Linked DNA regions of Danio rerio: region 1 is linked to region 2. Evidence: chromatin contacts called from public Micro-C data. All regions are on one chromosome and are shown on one strand. Each heading gives the region's core, a stretch centred on a gene start, on an enhancer-like site or on the middle of the called end of the contact. The rest is flanking DNA. Distances are from core to core; before and after follow the strand shown.

Region 1 (6,377 bases), core at 1,387-3,886, 370 kb before region 2:
TCAATATTCATTCATTCATTTTCTTGATGGCTTAGTTCCTTTATTAATTCGGGCTCACCACAGTGGAATGAACCGCCAACTTATCCAGCAGGTTTTTTTTACACAGCGGATGCCCTTCCAGCCGCAACCCATCTCTTTGAAAAATCCACACAAACTCATTCACACACACACACTAAGGACAATTTAGCCTACCCAATTCACCTGTACCGCATGTCTTTGGACTGTTGGGGAAACCGGAGCACCCGGAGGAAACCCGCGCGAATGCAGGGAGAACATGCAAACTCCACACAGAAACGCCAACTGAGCTGGAACCAGCAACCTTCTTGCTTTGAGGCTAACATGCTACCCACTGCCTCACCCAACATCAATATTACAATATATGAATATGGCACTCATTCACCTCAGAGCACTATAATATTACTGTCCATAACTGTACAATCAATTCCCTCAAGGTACAAGCAGGTCTCTCAACTTTACTCTTCACGCTGCCACTGACTGTACACACATGAACCAGAGCCCTTAATGTATAACCAGACATTAGAGCCGCATACTGTACACACATGAACCAGAGCCATGTAGATATCAGAGCCCCATACTGTCCACCCAGATATCAGAGCCCATACCAGGGTTCAATGCTAAGGATTTTTTCTACTAGCCCAATTGGGCCAGCGGTTCAGATTTTTACTTGCCCTGCCAATATATTCACCAAAAAATAAAATAATAATAATAATAATAATAAAATCTAATAGCTATTTCTTAGCCACATGTTTTAAATATAGTGTTAAAAATTTGTTTGAATCTAGACTTTAAATATTTTAAAAATGTTAATGAATGTATAATGAGCAAATCGTCGCGCTGTTCCAAAGTATATTTGATGTTGCCGTCACTTCGCTGTGCTGCTTTTACCAGGTTGCAAAACACGACATGCTTACAACATGAAATCAGATAAGAGCAACCGAAAAGCAATATGGTGTTTATGACATCACAGAGAAGGTAGCATTTAAAAGCTTAAAAGCACAAACTGTTACTCGATTCTAGGACTGTATTCATACGCAATTGACAAATAGTCCAGGCAAATTGAACTTTAGTGACAAGGCAGCACAGATCGGGCCAGTAACAATCCTGTCAACTGTCCCAAGCGCCTCGCACACTGGCCCTGGGCCATCGGCAGTCCTTATTGTTGATCCCTGCATACTGTATAACCAGACATTAGAGCCCCATACTGTACACCCGTGACCCAGAGCCATGTCGATATCAGAGCCCCATACTGTTCACAGAGATATCAGAGCCCCATTCTGTACACATGTGACCCAGAGTCATGTAGATATCAGAGTGCTATATTGTACACACATGAATCAGAGCCCCATACTGTATAACCAGACATTAGAGCCCCATACTGTACACACATGAACCAGAGCCATGTACATATCAGAGTGCCATACTGCACATACACATATGAGAGTCCATACTGTGCACACATGAATCAGAGCCCCATACTGTACAACCAGATCTCGGAATTGAGGTAAAGTTGGTTTTATATTCGCACATTCGTTCATTAACAACTTGTGACATGATCCCTATATTGTTTACCATAGTACTTTGAATATTCGGTCTGAAATCACATGTTAGTATGACTTTAAAACAACATTAGACCGATTTAACTGCCATTGGAGGCTAAAATGATTTTTAAAATTTAAAGTTTACGAAGAATAGTTTTCTGAAATTATATTATTAAGGAGAAAGTCTGAATCTATAAACAAAAAACCAGCTTTACCTCAATAATATCAGAGCCCATACTGTATAACCAGACATTAGAGCCCCACACTGTACACCCAGATCTCATAGCCCACGCTGTAAGACCAGCTATCAGAGCGCCAAAGTGTACTTGTAAATATCAGAGCCCCATACTGTACACTCAGATACCAGAGCCCCATAATGTACACCCATAAACCAGAGCTCCATACTGTACACTCAGATACCAGAGCCACTAATATACACCCATAAACCAGAGCTACATACTGTACACCCATTGAGGCAAAGATGGTTTTATATTCGCACATTCATACTTAATAAATGCTCCTTAATAACATAATTTAAGAAAACTATTGTTTTTCACTGTACATTCATTGTACAATTATATATACTGTACATTATATTTGATATAGCCTACTATGCAGCCAGAAATGATAGCCCCAAACAACCATGAATTAGAGCCCCAAACTGTATACTCATGAACCAGAGCCATGCGTATATCAGAGCCCCATACTGTACATGTAGTTATGAGAGCCCTATACTGTACACCCATCCCCGGCGGGAGTGTGAACCCGCTCCCCGGCACACGCGCTCCTCTGCGGGGCGGCGGTGAAATGCGTGTCCGCTCACCTGGTGCAGCGTCTCGGCCGGCAGCTGCGACGCCCGGAACAGCTCCGCCACTTTCCCCGCCGCCGGTATGCCGCTGCTGTCGGGCTGACAGAGCGCGTACAGCCCGGAGTAACATCTCTGCTCGGTGTCGCTCAGGGACATGAAGGTCCCACCGGCGGATCCCGGATCCATCCCCGCCCCGAGCCGCAGCCGCCGGGCGTCCAGACCTGACAAGCGGCCTCTGTGCGTCTGCTCTGCGGTGCTCACACACACACGCACACACACTGCTGATACTCCCAGTATCACTTCTGACCGCACGGAGGCGCCAAATAACCACACAAAACTGCACACACCTGCTTAAATATTTATAAGAGGACCATTTTTTTTATTACACACACATATTATAGCCTATGTGTACATTACAAAGACGTAGGCCTACATTAAAGAAAGAAAGGTTTAATTAAGCAACGAGTAATGTTCAAGATTTATAGACATTGCATTTATAATTAATTCTGTGTTCATTGTATGTTATTTATGTTATTATGTATATATTAATGTTATTTTTATTGATAAACATCCTTATTGTATCATGTATCATATAGGCTATTGTTATTCTTTACAGTATACTGACAGTTAACATATCACTATTTACTTCCAAATCTATCTATCTATCTATCTATCTATCTATCTATCTATCTATCTATCTATCTATCTATCTATCTATCTATCTATCTATCTATCTATCTATCTATCTATCTGGAGTGCTCAAATGTATTGTTTAAACAGTTTAGAACAGGGGTGCCCAAACTAAGTCCAGATTTTAGCTCCAACTTGCCTCAACATATCTGCAGGGATGTTTCTAGAAAGCCTAGTAGCTTGATTAGCTAGCCCAGGTGTGTCTGATTGGAGTTGGAACTAAACTTTGCAGGACACCGGCCCTCCAGGACCAAGTTTGGGCACCCCTGGTTTAGACCTAAAAATGCAATGCATCTGTTTTAAACCTGAATTCATTTTTATATTTGAAGGATGCAGATTTTTATCATTTGATAATTTAATAATATTAGATTTGCAATTAAACATTCTCCATTCAAATCCTATATTACATTTTTATGCTCAAGATTTGTGTTAAGTTGTAATATTTATAAAGAAACGTGTATTTCCATTTTATATAAACATTTAAATATGAATAAATATTTCACATCTATTAAAATACGTTTATATTTGTAGACTTTAAATCTAAATCTTTACATTTGAACCATTTAAATATAGAAAAACCGGATTAGAAATTAATACTTCAATTTACTTGCTTTAAAACCTTGACAATTCAATTGATACCGATTTATTTGTTGTGTTTTGAATTTATAAAGATTTGTTTTAGTTTCCAGATTCAAGATTAAATTCCAAATTAAATTAATATTTTAGTCACAGAACAATCTTTAGAAATGGAAAGATTATACATTTAAATTCATGCAAAAAAATTACAACCTACAACATTTCAACAAAATTGTATATATTTTCTGTTCCTCTTGATTTTTACCATTTTTTATTTAATATTTTTTCCTAACATAAATTTATGAGAAGTGTACTCATATATGCCGATCACTGTATATAAATATATAATTAAACACCATTTTATTTGAAATATACATTTGATAAACTATAAAAAAATTACAACTTAGAAATGCCAGAGTCCTTGTTTATTTACATATTATTAAAGCTTGTAAAAAGAGTGTGTAATTTCACAAGATAAACTGCACAAGTAATTTAATATGACATCAAATAAAAAACATCTCACATATATTTAGATATTGTGGATGATTCAGCTCCCTTCTGTCCCTTTGATTATGAAAAATAATCCTTTAGATCTTTACTGCCATCTTGTGTTGGGCAAATTAACCAGAGTAGAGCTCTGTTTATAAAACTTAGCTTAGAAGCCTTCCTAAAGGTAAACGTACTGCAGAATTGGCTGGTTTTAGAGGGGTTAAAGAGGTATTAGAGGGGTTACCAGGCTGATTTCCAGCGTATCCAGTCTGGTTTAAGCTGGACATAGCTGGTTTTGGCTGGTTAAGCTGGTTTTAGCTGGTCATCACCCAGCCTGACCAGCTACAATTTGGCTGTTGAGCCAGCTAAAACCAGCCAAACAGCTGGAACTTTTCTCAGTAGGGATGTAAAAACCGTAATAATGACCATTTAATTTCACCATTATAATGACATTTATATAGACCCTTTCATATACTGATGTATGGACATGGATTATGAAATTGAGCATTTAGCTTATATTTTGTTAGCATCATAGATATATACATTAGATGTCCCCTGGCCTATTGTTTTCTATTGGACGGAATGCGTCAATAGCGCCGCCATCTTGATACAGGGTAGCGCTCCTTTGAAATGAACGCGGGACCAAGGTACAGTGGAGGACTGTGGCCATCCAAAGCCAGATATATACACATATACACATATATCTATAATCGGGAGTTTTCCTGGATGTTAGTATGTTAGTTTTTTTTTCTAATTACGAAAATTATAATTTTACATCACTTTTCTACATTGATGGATCAGTGACCACACGGGCATTCCTGACAACAAGCTTGTGTTTGTGTATACAGAAATGTACTATTCACCCTCCCTGTTAAATTTGATCTAATCATGTCCTGAAACACAGCTCTCCTGCTTTCACTTCTCATACTGACGGAGGGAGCGACTCGTTTGTGAATGAATCCCCCGAACGACTCTTTCACTAACGTTAGCCGACAATAATACAAGTTTCTGGCAGCGCAGCATCTCGTTGTCATATTTCCTTTTCATTGTTTGCTGATTTTATTCAACAAAACTAGCATAAGCCAAGTGTTTAGTGCGAGTTGGAGCTGCTTTGCCTCATGGTGAATGCAGTGTCTGTATTATCGATAATGTTACCTGATTAGCACAAAAGTTTAGAACATACAAAAACAGAAAAAAAACGTAATATTACCTATGAAATGTTCTGCCTTTGTGCTTTGTTTTCTTTGTTTGCTCGTTACTACACCCGCAGACAGCGATAAAGTCCCGCATCTTCACGTAATAACACTGTCTTGACTAGTGCGGTTGAATGACATTTGTCCTGGGAGCACTGTACCAATGTGGCGGCGCTATTGACGCATGCTCAGGGTCCCTATGCGATATCTAGTTTATATATCTGTGGTTAGCATATTTAGCCTATTTGCTAGAACAATCATACATCTACCATTAGTCTCCTAGCTACAACAAGCTAAAGCAGCTCTGATTAGCCACACAACATTTCACTTCAGATAATCCCTTTGGGTCCTGGCTAAGCGGACTCGATTTTTCTCCTCACCTGAAACAATTTTTCATTTATTTTTGGTTCCAAGTTTCCTTATTACTTTTAAAAGTGTACCAAAATATAAATTTATCAGTATATAACTTATAACATGTTTTTTTTATATAGATTGTAACTTTGGATTATCGGTAAAAAGGACAAATTAACTCAAATTCTTATATTATTTGAAAAGTACCACATTCACAAGACAAAATATATGATAACTGTACCAAACTGTAAACTTTTTCATTGATCTAAAGATTTCTTATGATTCCCTGGTTCCAACCTGGTACTAAGGTGTACCTAAAAAGTGGCTAGTGAGTGTATTTAACTCTGTGTGTATTCCCCTGTATAAATCAATATTATTGTTTTTAAATGAGACCCAATGTTGTGTTTGGTGAAAGATTGATTCATGACCAAAAAACAGAAGAACTGAGTCTGTAATAAGTGACTATTATATTTCTAGTAACTCTAACAGTGTCTGGGCTTTACTTTTAATAATATAAGCAGTCTGAAAGATGGATCAGTTTCACTACAAATGATGATTTGATGTGCCGACTGAAACTCTTCCGTGAAAAATAGTTCATTCAGGCCTCAAAGCGCGGCATTTTATGACATTTATTTTTTCTGTGACACTTTCTGCTAAAGGGAGAGACTCATATGACTTTATGTCCTGTTAGGAATTTGCTGAGGACGGGAA
Region 2 (6,311 bases), core at 1,032-3,531:
CTTTAAGGAAAGTTTGGTGAGCAGAGGTAAAATAGAGACTTATGGGGATGAAGCATCCTCAGAGGAGGTCTCGTATGAAAGATCTCCTGTGGCCACTGTCATTCACACTGAGAGGGTTTGTATGCGTCGTACTAAACAGCTGTGGAAAATGAGCACTCATTGATTTCATGCATATGGCACCCACGCACACACACACACACTTAAGACTTCCACTACAACACAGCCATCCTAGCGTAACAAAGCCACAGGGAATATAAGAATTCTTTTTTCCGTTCTAATTTAAGCACATCTCTCATTTAATGCTGTGTATTACACACGATTGCACGCATCAACTGATTATCTCTGCATCACAACACTAGGAAACAGAGAAGAGTTATTTGATCTACTATGAAATGGCATTCCCTTGAGCACAGATGTGACAAAGAACATCCAGCAACATGAGAGTTTACAGTGTAATACACCAAAAACAAGGCTGCAGATGGACTGCAAGCGTGTCTGGTGCACATGCCCAATTCCTGCAGGCTTGTATGTGTGAATATCATATTTTAGGAAAGGCACTGGAACTGTTTATTACTGTACTGCCTCCTATAATTGAGATTAATGCAGTTCGGCGAGCACAACATGGAAAGACGCCAACATTATAATCTGATCCTCTGCACCAGGTGTTGAGTTTTCAGGAGCTGTTTAATAGGAAAGCGTCTGGTTTGGAGTACAACTACAATGTGACGTGGCCTTAACCTACTTGCAACAAATAAAAATAGATTTCTTTTCTAGTTGAATTAGTTGGTTATGTAGACAGATTTACTGCAAATCCCCAAAGGACAAGCATCTGTTTCCTACTTTTTTTTTTCTTCTTCTGCCTGGCACAATTGTGCCATCTAGTGACACTGTTGAAGATAAAATACTAAATGGACGGATGTGGTCAGTCTCAGAAAGGCAGTCTGACACCATGTGAGAGTGAGACTTTGCCATGTCAAAGAAAATTCACAACTAGATCTATTATATATATATATATATATATATATATATATATATATATATATATATATATATATATATATATATATATATATATATATAGAGAGAGAGAGAGAGAGAGAGAGAGAGAGAGAGAGAGAGAGAGAGAGAGAGAGAGAGAGAGAGAGGGAGAGAGAGAGAGATTTTTGAAGGTTCAAGCGTCTAAGTTTTGTTAATTTGTATAATCCTGTTGAATGGAGGACAAAACCTGCTACAACAATAAAATAAATAAATAAATAAATAAATAAAAATGCAAATAGATAAATAAATGTGCAAATAAATTCACAAATTCATGCATAAATAAAACCATGAATAAATATGCAAATAAATACATATAAAAATACATACATTCCTGCATGAATAAATATTTTAAAAATTAATAGAGCGGGCAAGTAAATGCCATCATTGGTCGATCTTTTTGCAGGTATCGGCCTCCATAATCTTTTTTTTTTAAACAAATCAGATTTATTAATTATATTCATTAAAATAATAGTTGGTTCCTAAACATCTTTAACAAATAACTTGATGCATTTTTTTTTATTTCTCTATGTTTTTCTTTTTTTTTTTTTTACATTTTTACGTAATATTTTTCCCTTACATATACATTTGTAGACCATTATCATTAGTTTTTTCATTAGATTAGCTCCATGTTTAACAAAGAACTGTCTAATTTAATGTATATGAACAAATATAATATTATTTTAACTGTTGTATGTATGTGTGTGGGTGTGTGATAGATAGATAGATAGATAGATAGATAGATAGATAGATAGATAGATAGATAGATAGATAGATAGATAGATAGATAGATAGATAGATAGATAGATAGATAGATAGAATATTTACATGATATTCTAAATTCTACTTAAAAAAATACCATGGTATACATTATATATGTCGAAAAAAGCATACCTTAACATCAGTTGTCTATTAAGCCTCAATTGGTCCATCAGTTATTTCATTTAAAACATGTAAGAAGACTCATAAAACCTTCAAAGTGTATGCTACTATCTGATAAGGCAACAATAATATATAAATGTATATAAACACAACGACTCTTCAGACTCTTATTTGAGTTCATTTGAACTATTCTGGTAGGCCATGCTATTTGTTTGAAAAACCTACAACATATATTTAGAAAATACTTCGAAAATATTGTACTTATATCAAATACTTAAATGATTTGCACCTTTTATGCTGGGTTTCAAGAGGATTTGGATGCATGGCGTTCGGGTATTGTTTCTCACGGTCAGTCAGCATACTTGAAAACACGAGCAATCGTGTATCTCTTGATATAAGGGACTCCCACTTCGGAGGGTTCTGCGCAGGTTTTGCGCAGAGCGGATGCGCACGAACACACTTCAGCCGTCTTATTATCTCAGAGGAGCCGTGAAAACATTATTGTGTTCATCTGTGTCGAGCGAATTCTGGCGTTACCGATCATTTCACATCAATAAACGAACAATGATCGATCATCCGGTGACTAGCAGATGAGCCAGATCTAACCGTCGCTTAAAAAAGGCGAAAATTCGGCTACATTGTCAGGTGAGTAAACTGAAAGACATTGGGAGAAGACGCAGCAAAATCGCCAAAAATATAAATATATATTCAAGTAAGCCGAATGATGATGAAGATATGCCATTTTACATGTTTGTGTTGTATATTTCGACAACATTGAAGTGTCGAGGGTTTGTTTTTTAATGTGAAAAAGGCTGTTCTTGCTGTGTTTTGGTCAGGGTGTTGTCCTGTCTACAGGCCTCAATCTGATCTATCAAATATCAGATCTCAACATCAGCACATTCAAAACCTCAGAAATATCACGTTTGAAAGTGTTTGTAGAGATATCATTGGTTAATGTACTAGTTAAATGTGTACATAGGTCGATTTTTGTGTTTTCTGTTGAGTTGTTGAGGGATTTGGGCCTGTAATGCAATTTAAAAGAACGCTCATCCCATTTCTGCTAACCTACATAAAACCAATATTGTGTTTTATTGATGCAATATAACATAACGGATCTATCGTTACTGTTAACAGTGTCGTTTTCAATATGTCTATTTTGTTGTCAATATAACCATTTGCTGTATGAGTATTATTACATATTTTAAATTATATTGTTCTCAACCAATCAGCCTAAGTTAGCCTTTGTTACTTTTGTTTACACGTTTTATGTCTAACGTTAGTAGTGTAGTGTTTGTATTTGACATAATTATTTTTATAATACAAAATAAGTTAATGGATGGTATTACTATTATATATATATATATATATATATATATATATATATATATATATATATATATATATATATATATTTATATATATATATATATATATATACACTTATATCGTTTGAGCATCGATATTATTTTTTTTATACAATAAAATTATAATCGGTTTAATAATTTGTTATCTATATGATACAATTTTTTTTTACACTTGATTTTTTTTTTTTATTTCTGTACTTGCATACTGCTAGACTCCCCGGAAAGCCATAAAGAACTGTTTATTTATTTTTACTCATAACTTATTATAATTTTTGCAGATGTACTGCATAAAAAAAATACTTCACAGTTGATCTAGATGAAAAGGGCTTTTAAAATCATTAACTTTTATTAATATTACAATTTATATTATGGCACAACATAACATTACAATGTCAGATTTTTTCAATATTGTGCAGCCCATATATATATATATATATATATATATATATATATATATATATATATATATATATATATATATATATATATATATATATATACATACATACATACATACATACATACATACACACACACACACACACACACACACACACACACACACACACACACACACACACACACACACACATATATATATATATATATATATATATATATATATATATGTGTGTGTGTATATATGTATGTGTGTGTGTGTATATATATATATATATATATATATATATATATATATATATATATATATATATATATATATATATATATATATACACATTTAAGTGTTAAATACAAAACTATTGTAAGGCTATTATTGTTCTACCACTTTAAATCAAGCTCATTGTAGACTGAATCTACTGACTTTAATTTTTACTTTCGCAATGTGTTTATTTACAATAGTCACATCGCAGGATTAGATTATTTATTAAAGGTTAAAATTAATACATTTTATTCTTTTTTTGTTTTTTATTATTTATACAATAACTTTTTTTTTTATACCCTTGATTGTTTTTGTACTTGAATACTGTTAGACTGTTCGGAAAACCACAGAGCACTGTTTATTTATTTTTGCTTGTAATTTATTATAATTTTTGGAGATGCACTGCATAGAAAAAGACTCCCCAGATGATCTAGATGAAAAATAAAGCTATTTAAATTATCTGGTGAAGTTTTAATTTATATCGTATATGTTTATTATGGCAAAACAAAATATTGCAATGTCAGATTTTTACAATATCTTGCAGCCCTTATATATTTATATAGAAATATAATTGACATTTTTAGATTTTATTATTAATATTTACAACATGTTTATGTTGTATGATGGAAAAAACATTTACATATAAATGTTAAATATGAAACGATTGTATAACTATTATTGTTCTGTCACTTTAAACTTAGCTCATTGTAGACGGTTTATTTATTTTTCCTATTCACAATGTCTATCTGCAGTAGTCCCATCGCAGGATTCTTTTATTCATTGAAGATTAAAATTGATTCATTTTATTATATTTTAAAAATTATTTGTACAATGATAACCTTTTTTATTATTATTTTAAATTTTTTACACATGATTGTTCACTTCCCAGTCAATCTAGATTTAAATAGAGCTATTATTATTATTATTATTCTGCCATTATACTGACAAATTATACTGACTTTATATATTTTTTGCTATTTTTGCACAGGATTTTGTTAAGAAATTATTTTGCGATTTGAAAAACCACACATACAGTAAATAAAAGGTTAATAATCAAATTAAAGCTTCAGCAGGTCTCTCATATAATACATTCAATAATGGACAAAGTATTACTTTACAAATTGTATTGTACATACATTATCTAAAAAATAGCATTTTATTAAATAATAATATTACTGTAATTAGTGTAAAAACTGAACATATATATATATATATATATATATATATATATAAATTTTTATTTATTTATTTATTTTTTTACACGCATTAACTTGTAAAAAAGTTAATAGAATGAATGATGGGCTCAAAAATCTGTGGATTTCTGCGGCTGTGTATTTTGTGTGGGCTAGTTATCAGTATTGATTATACAACATAACTGATTTTATTTTATTTTTTTAACAAACACAAAACATTTTAGTATTTCTTTTATCGGTTTGTTTCAATGGTTCTTTCCCCCCTCTTGTTCATAAACCCGACCTAAAATGAATGTCTGATATTGTAGCATATTCAGTTCTAGCATCATAAAATGTCCCGTAAATGGTTTGCCTGTAAAGGATTTGGGTCATGATATATTTAGATCATTTCTGCGTCTGATTTGGGCCAGATGCTATTAAGAGCACGTTACATGATTTGTGCGATCAAGCCAGACGGATGTATTAGAGACAACTTTACAGATCTGTGACAGACTGTCAAGATTGCGAAGTAGTTGGTTTCTCTCATCCATTGTGTTTCTGGTTTCACTTTTAAAGAGATAGTTCACCCAAAACTGAACATTTACTCATCCTCAAACCTTGATGAGTTTCTTCTGTTGGACACTAATATGAGATTTTGAGTAAAGCTGAAAACCTGTAACCATTGACTTCTATTGTAGGAAATACCATGCAAGTCAATGGTTACAGGTTTGCAACATTTTTCAGAGTATCTTCTTTTGTGTTCAACAGGAGAAAGCAAGTCAAACAGATTTGGATTAAGGGAAGGGTGAGTAAATGATCAGTTTTTGTGCCTTTTAATCTGCTTTCAAATATTAACAGATGTTTTTTTTTTGGTGTGTAGCGCAGGCTTTATTTACATGTATTGCATAAATAGTACCCTTGCTTGTTAAAGTGGAGTACTTATAAGATGAGTAGTTAAAAATGCAAGAGCTTTAATCGCCACAATGAACAAAGAACTCAAGCTGCTGCTGTTTGCTCGTGACTTTAGCCGACTTAGGCAATGTAGTTTGTAAACAGTGTCCCGTTTGTTACATTGCTGACAGCAGTGTGTAGGCAGATTCTGATTCTCTGCATTATTACAAAAATCTCATATCCGATATGAGTCTACTGTATAGACTTGTATACTGATTAGTGTTGTAATGATATGAGCTTTTTCAT

The links. Hi-C and Micro-C count contacts between places; a contact is called where the count stands out from the background.
Region 1: a contact with region 2 is called in a Micro-C map of caudal fin, with 8 times the contacts expected there. The contact joins the promoter of reps2 here to the promoter of cdh24a in region 2. A contact is called at or near these places in 3 of 18 Hi-C or Micro-C datasets (caudal fin, embryo and hematopoietic stem cells) and 1 of 4 datasets of contacts at active chromatin or transcription factors (embryo).

What each region holds. Positions count from the first base shown.
Region 1 is chr23:44,226,570-44,232,946 of GRCz12tu, reverse strand. It overlaps reps2 (RALBP1 associated Eps domain containing 2), which reads right to left and starts at 2,636. Exons shown (of 18, transcript XM_073939402.1): 1 at 2,383-2,636. The coding sequence starts at 2,553.
Region 2 is chr23:43,853,089-43,859,399 of GRCz12tu, reverse strand. It overlaps cdh24a (cadherin 24, type 2a), which reads right to left and starts at 2,281. Exons shown (of 14, transcript XM_073939333.1): 1 at 2,207-2,281. It overlaps rnf146 (ring finger protein 146), which reads left to right and starts at 2,343. Exons shown (of 2, transcript NM_199854.2): 1 at 2,343-2,562.